3 separate regions of the Zea mays genome follow, and all the other regions are linked to region 3. A link is a contact called in public Hi-C data. All regions are on one chromosome and are shown on one strand. Each heading gives the region's core, a stretch centred on a gene start, on an enhancer-like site or on the middle of the called end of the contact. The rest is flanking DNA. Distances are from core to core; before and after follow the strand shown.

What was found. A called contact is a pair of places that touch in the nucleus more often than the background predicts.
Region 1: a contact with region 3 is called in a Hi-C map of ear, with 2.5 times the contacts expected there. The contact joins the promoter of LOC100217125 here to the promoter of LOC100282953 in region 3. A contact is called at or near these places in 3 of 25 Hi-C or Micro-C datasets (bundle sheath, ear and tassel).
Region 2: a Hi-C map of ear shows a contact between it and region 3, with 2.7 times the contacts expected there. The contact joins the enhancer-like site here to the promoter of LOC100282953 in region 3. A contact is called at or near these places in 2 of 25 Hi-C or Micro-C datasets (ear and leaf mesophyll).

What each region holds. Positions count from the first base shown.
Region 1 is chr9:12,406,344-12,409,043 of Zm-B73-REFERENCE-NAM-5.0, reverse strand. It overlaps LOC100217125, which reads left to right and starts at 1,336. Exons shown (of 4, transcript NM_001143493.1): 1 at 1,336-1,490; 2 at 1,727-1,806; 3 at 1,892-2,298. The coding sequence starts at 2,064.
Region 2 is chr9:10,885,146-10,887,845 of Zm-B73-REFERENCE-NAM-5.0, reverse strand. No RefSeq gene overlaps it. Among protein-coding and RNA genes, the nearest start is that of LOC103637908, 14 kb to the left of the region's middle. Within about 2 kb of position 1,370, at least 20 of the 20 cell types and tissues checked have an H3K27ac peak or open chromatin away from gene starts, as enhancers often do. A contact at or near this core is called in ear and leaf mesophyll, where this site is marked.
Region 3 is chr9:11,659,969-11,662,668 of Zm-B73-REFERENCE-NAM-5.0, reverse strand. It overlaps LOC100282953 (40S ribosomal protein S17-like), which reads left to right and starts at 1,262. Exons shown (of 1, transcript NM_001291552.2): 1 at 1,262-1,936. The coding sequence starts at 1,350. The coding sequence ends at 1,778.

The DNA.
Region 1 (2,700 bases), core at 87-2,586, 750 kb before region 3:
ATAATGTTAGGGCTAGTTTGGAAACTTTATATTTTAAAAAATTTCTATTTTTCTAAAGAAAAAAACAAACTATTTTTTCTAAAAAAATAAAATCTAAATGGGATTTCAAACTAACTTTTAGAGTAGAAGCTAGTGCCAAAAAAATCCGGTCAAAAAGGCTCTTACATTTCTCGATCACACCATATTTGGTTATACATAAATTAAATAAGATTAAATTCTTTTATATTTAATTTTAATTAGCAAAAGATTTAAGGCATGTTTGGTTCACTAACTCAGTTGCCACACTTTGCCTAATTTTTCTGCCTAAGGTTAGTTATTCAATTCAAACGACTAACGTTAGACAAAGTGTGGCACATTATTTAGCCACAAACCAAATAGACCCTTAATCCTCTCTGATCCCTAACAAACCGAACAAGTCCCCCTTATCCGCAGTGGGGAACCTGAGTCAGCGAGTGCAGCACTAAATGCTAAAAGCATTTACAGCTGTGCCATAGCCAAACAAAAAGTTCATTTGGCTGTCTTCCAAGCACTAAACAATTTTGAGGATCCGAATGTTCCCCTAGTAGCTCATGCTCATCAGATCATGCATCTAATTTAAACAGGCTTCTCTCTTCTAGTATCTACAAATTTAACTTCCCTAAAATAATACTTATAAGTTAATCTTTTCTCTAAAATAGTATTAAGTACCTTTTTACTCTCTTTTCTTATTTTTCCAGCAGTGAAAGATCGAAATGTTCCTAAAAATTTTGTTTCTAGATAGTAATTCTCCCACATTGCTTTATGCGACTGAACATCTTAGCTTATTTTGCGTTCGAAAATATTACTGTCAAGATGTCAAGTATGAACTTTATTCTCAAGAAGTTGAGGTTGTAGTACTAAAGTAAGTTGAATCAACTAGTTCGGACAAAAAGCAAGTTCAAATCAACAAAAGGTATTAGGAAGCAAATTGGTTCCTATCTCTTTCAGATTTAAACGGTGAGTTGTGTAAACTTCATATTTGAACAGTGAGCCATATGGTTTCAGGTTCGTGGGCAAATTTTCATGTCAGCTTGATGGTGAACTTGTACAGAAACGAAATGTTTGTCTCAAAGTTCGGCTTGCTCCTACGTGCATGGTGATTTCACCAAATAAATTGAGGCGTATCATTCACAGCTGGGAAATTAAGAGAAAGAAAAAAGAGTAAAAAAGGCACTTAATTCTATTTTAGAGAATAGATTAACTTATAAGTAACATTTTAGAGAAGTTACGTTTGTAGATACTAGAAGAGAGAAGCATGTTTAATTGAGTGTTATAATAGCAAAAGACTCAGTAGGGTGTAGGCAAGCGCAGGGAGGCCAGAAAGTTACCCCCCGGCCCCCGACCGGACCAATCTATCACCACCACGCCGCCCTAGGTCGTCGCCGGCAACAATGTCCCCTTCTGCCATCTTCGTCTTCCTCCTCGTCTCTGCGGTGCATATGCTGGAGTGCATCCTCGACCTCAAGAGGAGGGTCGGTGCCAACTGCCAAGAAAACCCTGCGCTTTCGTTTCTCTCTCTCTCTCTTGTTCCAGATAATTCATTTGGGGAGAAATGTTTTGATTTTGGATGGATTGATGTGGTTAAGAATGAATCTTCACGGGAAAAAAAAACCATGATTATTGGATCTGCCACCTTCTGCAATCCCGACTATTTTTCAGCCACCCCTGTTACATTAACGTTGTCCTGACCTGTTGATTGATGTTCCAGAGGGGATCCATTTCTGATGATCAGCTCAGACTGCGTGTAGAGATCACGCAACTTCTCAAGGAGGCCAGTGCTTTGTCAACGTAGGCAATCTGGATACTATTCTCTTACGATTCGGCGATCCTGATATATAGCTGTTATTGAACACCCCTTTTTTTTGTGCTGCAGGCCCTCGACGTTTGCGCAAGCCGCAAAACTGAAGCGGTTGGCTGGTGCTAAAGAGAAGGAGCTGGCAAAAAGTAAGCGTTGAATTCCTCAGACATTGCGTGGGTTCTTGCTGTTCTTGTTTGGGCCGATTCGGGTTGCTGGACTCTTTCTTTTGTCCATTTTATAGTGCAAGATGTGGACATTAGAGGGAAACAGTCTTTATATGAAAAATACCGAAAAGTTCTGCTGGCCGCAAAGGTGCTTCGTGATTCGTGTAGTTTATGCTCTCAACCGTTCGCTCTACGTACAGTTTGAGGAGTCTCATCAAACTAAATCCGCATGCCAGGTTGTAGTCTATGGTGTGCTCGTTCTGTGGTTTTGGAGTACTCCAGTAACTACTGTCCCTAAGCACCTTCTCCAGCCCTTCGGTAAGTTTATGCCCTTCACCTAGCTAGCAACTTGTTCTGCAGCCTTGTTAGTTTCCTGGTGTTCGCACATTTCTTTGTATTAGTTTGCTTATCAAAGGATTTCTTTTGTAACGTTAACAAGATAACTATATGCCTACTACAGAACCCATGTCGTTCCCTTTCTATGGCTTATAGTATTGAAAATTAGCTCAGATGATATTGGTTCTTTAGCAAAAGGAAACACCGTATAAGTGAAATTAAGGGCCAAAGTCTGATTTATATGACTTTTCCCTGATGAGAATATGCTTATTATTTTTGGACTAAGAGAGTACTATTGTATATTTGTCCTGATGCTAAATATATTCCCTATCTGTTTATTGAGTCTAATTTGTTATATTATATAATCATAAGTCATCGTAAGTA
Region 2 (2,700 bases), core at 121-2,620, 770 kb after region 3:
ATTAAACTATATTATAAATTGATTAGTATACACCATATGAGAGAATATTCTATGAATAATTAACTCAACTTTAATATAAGTCATTACTTCATTAAAGATCATATTTTAGTCAAATTATAACCATAAGATCAGAATACTATATTAATATTAGAAAAGCTAATCCAATAAACATAGATTAATCCAATTAGTTACTTAATTATAGAAGTACGTGATATCGTATAATTAATGTTGCTATTGTGTAGTAAATGTTTCTATAAGGCTAACGCAATAAGAATGGATCAAATCGAGGTTAAAGTGTAAAAGTTATGATTTTCTGAATAATTTAGGTGTTAAACATAAAACAAAATGAGTTTTATTTTTATAACTAAGTTACATAGTAAAATAGGGTTACTAAACGATAGGCAATATTATCACGAGTCTAATGCAATTGGAATGGATCAAAATGGAGTTAAAACGAATTAGTTATGATTTAAACAAGTTTCTACATTATTTTTATACCAATAATCCATTTCCTAATTTAATTTTGAATTTCCCTAATATTTCTAAACGATGGACACAATTACCAGAGAAGATAGGGTTCTCTATGCCAAATTTTGGGTGCAATTGTAATTATTTCACACTGTCAGTGGACGGCGGGTTTAATCCCTAGAAACCCAGGGGTTCTTTTGCATTATTACCTGGCCGAAGAGGGTACGGGTGAGGATCGACCGCAGGATCGCGCAACGAGGGCCCAGATCAAACCTGTGAAGGGGTATCCTCCGTTTTTAATCCACACCATACGACGTGGATCAGGTGGTCAGAAGTTGTTCTTCCTCCCATCTGACCAACACCGGGCGGCGCCCGCAGCGCGGCGGCGGCGCTCTCCCACCGGCGACGAGCAAATTGACGCCCCACATCAAAATGCATACCCAAGTGGTGCAACGCGGTGTAGGGACTGAGGGGAATCACATGGAGTTCTTTCCTGCGATGGGGATGTCGGTGCCATGGGCCACGACAAGCAATGGTTCTGCAGCGGTGCCGGGTCATCGGCGAGAAATCGCCTGCAACCCACAGCCACCCGAGCCTCACTACTTTTGTGTTCGAGCTCTACACCACCCGGCGAACCACCCAGATTGGTTGTTCGACACCAAACGACGGCGACGACGAGAAGACGCAGCGGTGACGTGTTTTCCTTCGGCATTACGACGGCGAGGTTCGGAGGGCTAGGCGTCTCGGCACCAGGCGTGGATTGTGGCGAGATTTCGATGCGCGTCGAGCTCGGTTTTATACCCAAGGCCGTGCCAACCACCCGGCCTAGATCCACAGAGATCCCCGACCGAAATCCGGCTGTTTCAGTTAGTGCGACCCGTTCACTCGGTGAGAACGACGCCCCTGACCGGCGGCCCCACGGTCAGAGGAAAAGCGCTACAGTTTCGGGAACACAGCAAGGGAAAGGGCGCTGATAAGCGGGCCCTGGCCGACAGCGACTTAAACGCGTCAGGGAGCAAGGACTGGGCTGGTGTCACACCCGGTTTTGGAAGGTAAACCGAATGCGAACCATATACGTACCAGGATTTAAAACTCACGTGCACATCGATTACATATTTGGACATCATCACACATTACTCAAAGTAAATAGCGGAAAATTACTTTATTACATCAAGATGTCCAAGACATCCATAGAGTCTATAACATAGTCGTTAACATTAATATCATCAAAGTGCGGAAATACAAAACGTAGTAGATAAGACCTTCACAAGCAGCTGACTGGGGGTTTGCCACTAAGAAAAGCTAGAACTCACCGTAGTCCTCGAACTCTTCAAAATCCATGTTGCCAGCATCTCCTCCTGAGCACTGAGTATAGTAGGGACAACCTGGGGTGGGGTGGTTTGTAAAGCAAGGGTGACTACACATCAACGTACTCAGCAAATGTCCCGTTTGGCTAAAGTGGACTAGCTTTATGTGGAGTTAAGGTTAAGCAGTTGCTTTTAGTTACTCAAGTATTTATTACTATTAGTAGAGCCAAGTTTTAGTAATAAACCCAGTTATTACCCAAATGTACTCCCTCCAAGAGGAAATACCAGAGATCATAATTATAACCATCATTATTAATCATCATCATAAAAGTATCTATAGTTCTTCTAATCAGAGAGGATCCCAAGGCCGCTCTTAATCGTGAGCACGGCTGATATACCAGTTTCTAGCACTCTGCATAGGTCGCACACTTTACCCACAAGTCATGATTCCTATTCTGCCCAGAGAGAGCCAATCTCCATTGACCACTACTTAGGTGGCCTGGCAGGGTATCACAATGTAGCCTTTACAAAGATTTTCCAGAGGTCATAGCCGCCCATTAGGTTTCTCCAGTTTGATAAACATAGTACCTCTCCCCAAAGGAAGGGTGACTAACAAAACCAAATCAAGAACCTCTGCAACCAGCCTCGGCAGAGCAAGTATTGTGCCCGGACCCCATTGACGGCCCTACGACGAAGCCAACTACACCTCTGGTTCCTCTAATTAATCAGCTAAGGGCATCCCATTCCACCCTCATGGTTGCACTGTTATCCCGGGTTATCACTCAACGAACAGGTCCTTACGGAGAGGTACTCAGGAAATAGCCTGAGTCCCCTAAAGTATCACAATATCATCATCAGGATAACATCATCATATCATAAATATTCACATCATGTTCATTGATTAAGTTAAAGCAATATCATAATG
Region 3 (2,700 bases), core at 13-2,512:
CCAGTGGCGAGCATATTTTCCAACAGGTTCGTCTTCGCAGAGCAGGTAGTTCATTGCTCAACCGGTCAAGCGTATCGGACAAGGAGTGTCACAGTTGGCACTCAGGCAATTTGAGGGCGAAGCAAAATCTGTTGGTATTGGTCTGTCTCATCAGTGGTCTTTGAGGAGGAGGCACCGTTTACCAATGTGCTTGCAAAAGGCGAGAGCGTCAACAAGGCTGAAACTTCTTCAATACACGCCACAAATCAACACATGAACAGTCAAAGAAAGACACTTCACCTCACCACATCCTTCCAAAGATGCCGTTCCCTTCATTTGATGCTGCTTGGATCGACAAGTGTCACAATTTACTTCGCCATTTTCAGCATTCCTACAACTCTATGGGTTACGATGGGGCAGCATCCATGCACTTAGATGGGAATCTAGCAAAGTGGTGACATACTTTCTTGGCAGATTATCCAAATCAGTTCCAATCTAGCAAAGGATGAGAAGATAGATGGAGAGAGAACTCTTCTCTTGATTACTTCTTTAAGATGTGTATTAAACTTAGAATCAATATTGCAAGAGAGTGGAGAACCCAAGAAGATAGTAATCGTAATAAGTGAAAGGAAAATGTGACACAACGATTTTTACCGTGGTTCGGCCAATGCCTACTCTACGTTGTGGTGACCTCTTTTGGTTAAGGGTTACACTCAACCCCTTTCAAGTGATCTAAAGATCAAACTTGAGATCAACAGTGAACCTGTACCCATCTATAATAAGTCAAAATCCTCCGATCCACCCCAATCCACATGAAATTGGAATAACCGAACAAGGTGCTTATTCGTTTCACCCTTAATCCATATGGATTGCGTAATATTGAGTTGGTTTAAATCCATAGTAAGTCAAAATCTATCCCTATTTATTCCAATACACTACAATTTAGGTCTTATTCGATTATTCCTATTATACATGGATTGTATGAGATTAGAAAAAAATTAAGAAAGTTTGACTTGTTTGGGATTTAAACTCACCAAATCCCACTCAATTCATATGGATCGAGAGCAAATCGAAAACCCTGATATATATAGAATTGAAATAACCAAACATAACCCGGTATGAACTGATGGGCCAAAAAGAATTCCAAAGCTCCGACACAAGCAGGCCAGGCAACAAAGCCCAACACTCGCACCATCTATATCTGTCCGCCCATATCAAATGAATAGCTCAGATCCACAACAAATAGCGAAACCCTAGCCCAAACTCGACCGCCTCTGCTATAAGTAGCTCCACTCTCTCTCCTCCAAGCCTACCCCAGCCGCCGCCGCCGCCACCGCCACCTGCCCCAGCGCGCCGCCGCCGCAGCCACCATGGGTCGCGTCCGCACCAAGACCGTGAAGAAGACCTCCAGGCAGGTGATCGAGAAGTACTACTCCCGCATGACCCTCGACTTCCACACCAACAAGAAGGTGCTCGAGGAGGTCTCGATTCTGCCCTCGAAGCGCCTCCGCAACAAGGTGGCTGGCTTCAGTACCCACCTGATGCGCCGCATCCAGCGCGGCCCAGTCCGCGGCATCTCGCTCAAGCTGCAGGAGGAGGAGCGCGAGCGCCGCATGGACTTCGTGCCGGAGAAGTCCGCGCTCGAGGTCGAAGAGATCCGCGTCGACAAGGAGACCATGGAGATGCTCGCTGCCCTCGGCATGGCCGACCTGCCCGGCGTTGAGCGCCAGGCTGAGGTCTCCAACGCCCCCGCCTACGGCCGCCCGCAGTACGGTGGTCCCCGCCGTGACCGCGTTTAGACTTCGCGGTGGTTGCCTCTTGATCGCACTGCTATTCGTAGTTGTTGTCCTACTATGCTAAACTTCTTTTAGATCTTTGGTTGCATCTGTGGCGGTTAAGTTTTGAACTTGCCTGTTATGGTATAAATTCTGAAGTGTTTGGTTCTGCGTGTGATGAACATGATAATTTATATTCTTGCGCTTTATAAGTTACTATGAGATGCTCATATTTTTTTATTTGACTGCTAGTTATCTTGAATATGTGCATGCGACATAGGGATTTGTATCTATGCTGCATGCTTTTAAATGTAATTCAAATTTGGTGTTGCTGTTAGGTTCATTGTGTACTGTGCAGATTAAATTTCTTTTTATTTTCATTCATTTGCTATACAGTTCAATGCTGCCTAGATGTTTGGCTGTTAGCTAGAGCCAATATGATCTGGGTCGGTCGATGAAGTCTTATCAATCCAATGAAACTTTAGCTATGCATTTTCAATTCAACTAGTACATTTTTAGTGTACTGAATTGGCAATATCTGTTAGCCTCTACTGAACTCTTTCTTTATTACTTGAAATTGGGTTTACTCTGTAGCATTACAACAACTTCAGATTATAGCATTTTTCACTTTCATATTTGTCGTATTCTTGTCCTCCATGTTGTCAGCACTGTGTGGTCTATTCATTTCTTTGTTTCTATAGGAAACTTGGCTTGTTTTAATTGTGTTCTATTGATGTAGTTGTTTAAATAACTTGGTTTTAAACTCATTGTTAAAGGCTGAAACGTTCCTATGATATAGAAGTAAATAGTGATCTGTTAGAACAACGATAAAGTGATTTTTCCCTTGAATACCAATATATATTGTTTGTTTGTATGTCATGCGAATTGAATTATATGTGCTTTTCTCTGTCCTTCTTTGTAGCATACGTTTGAAGTATATTCAATG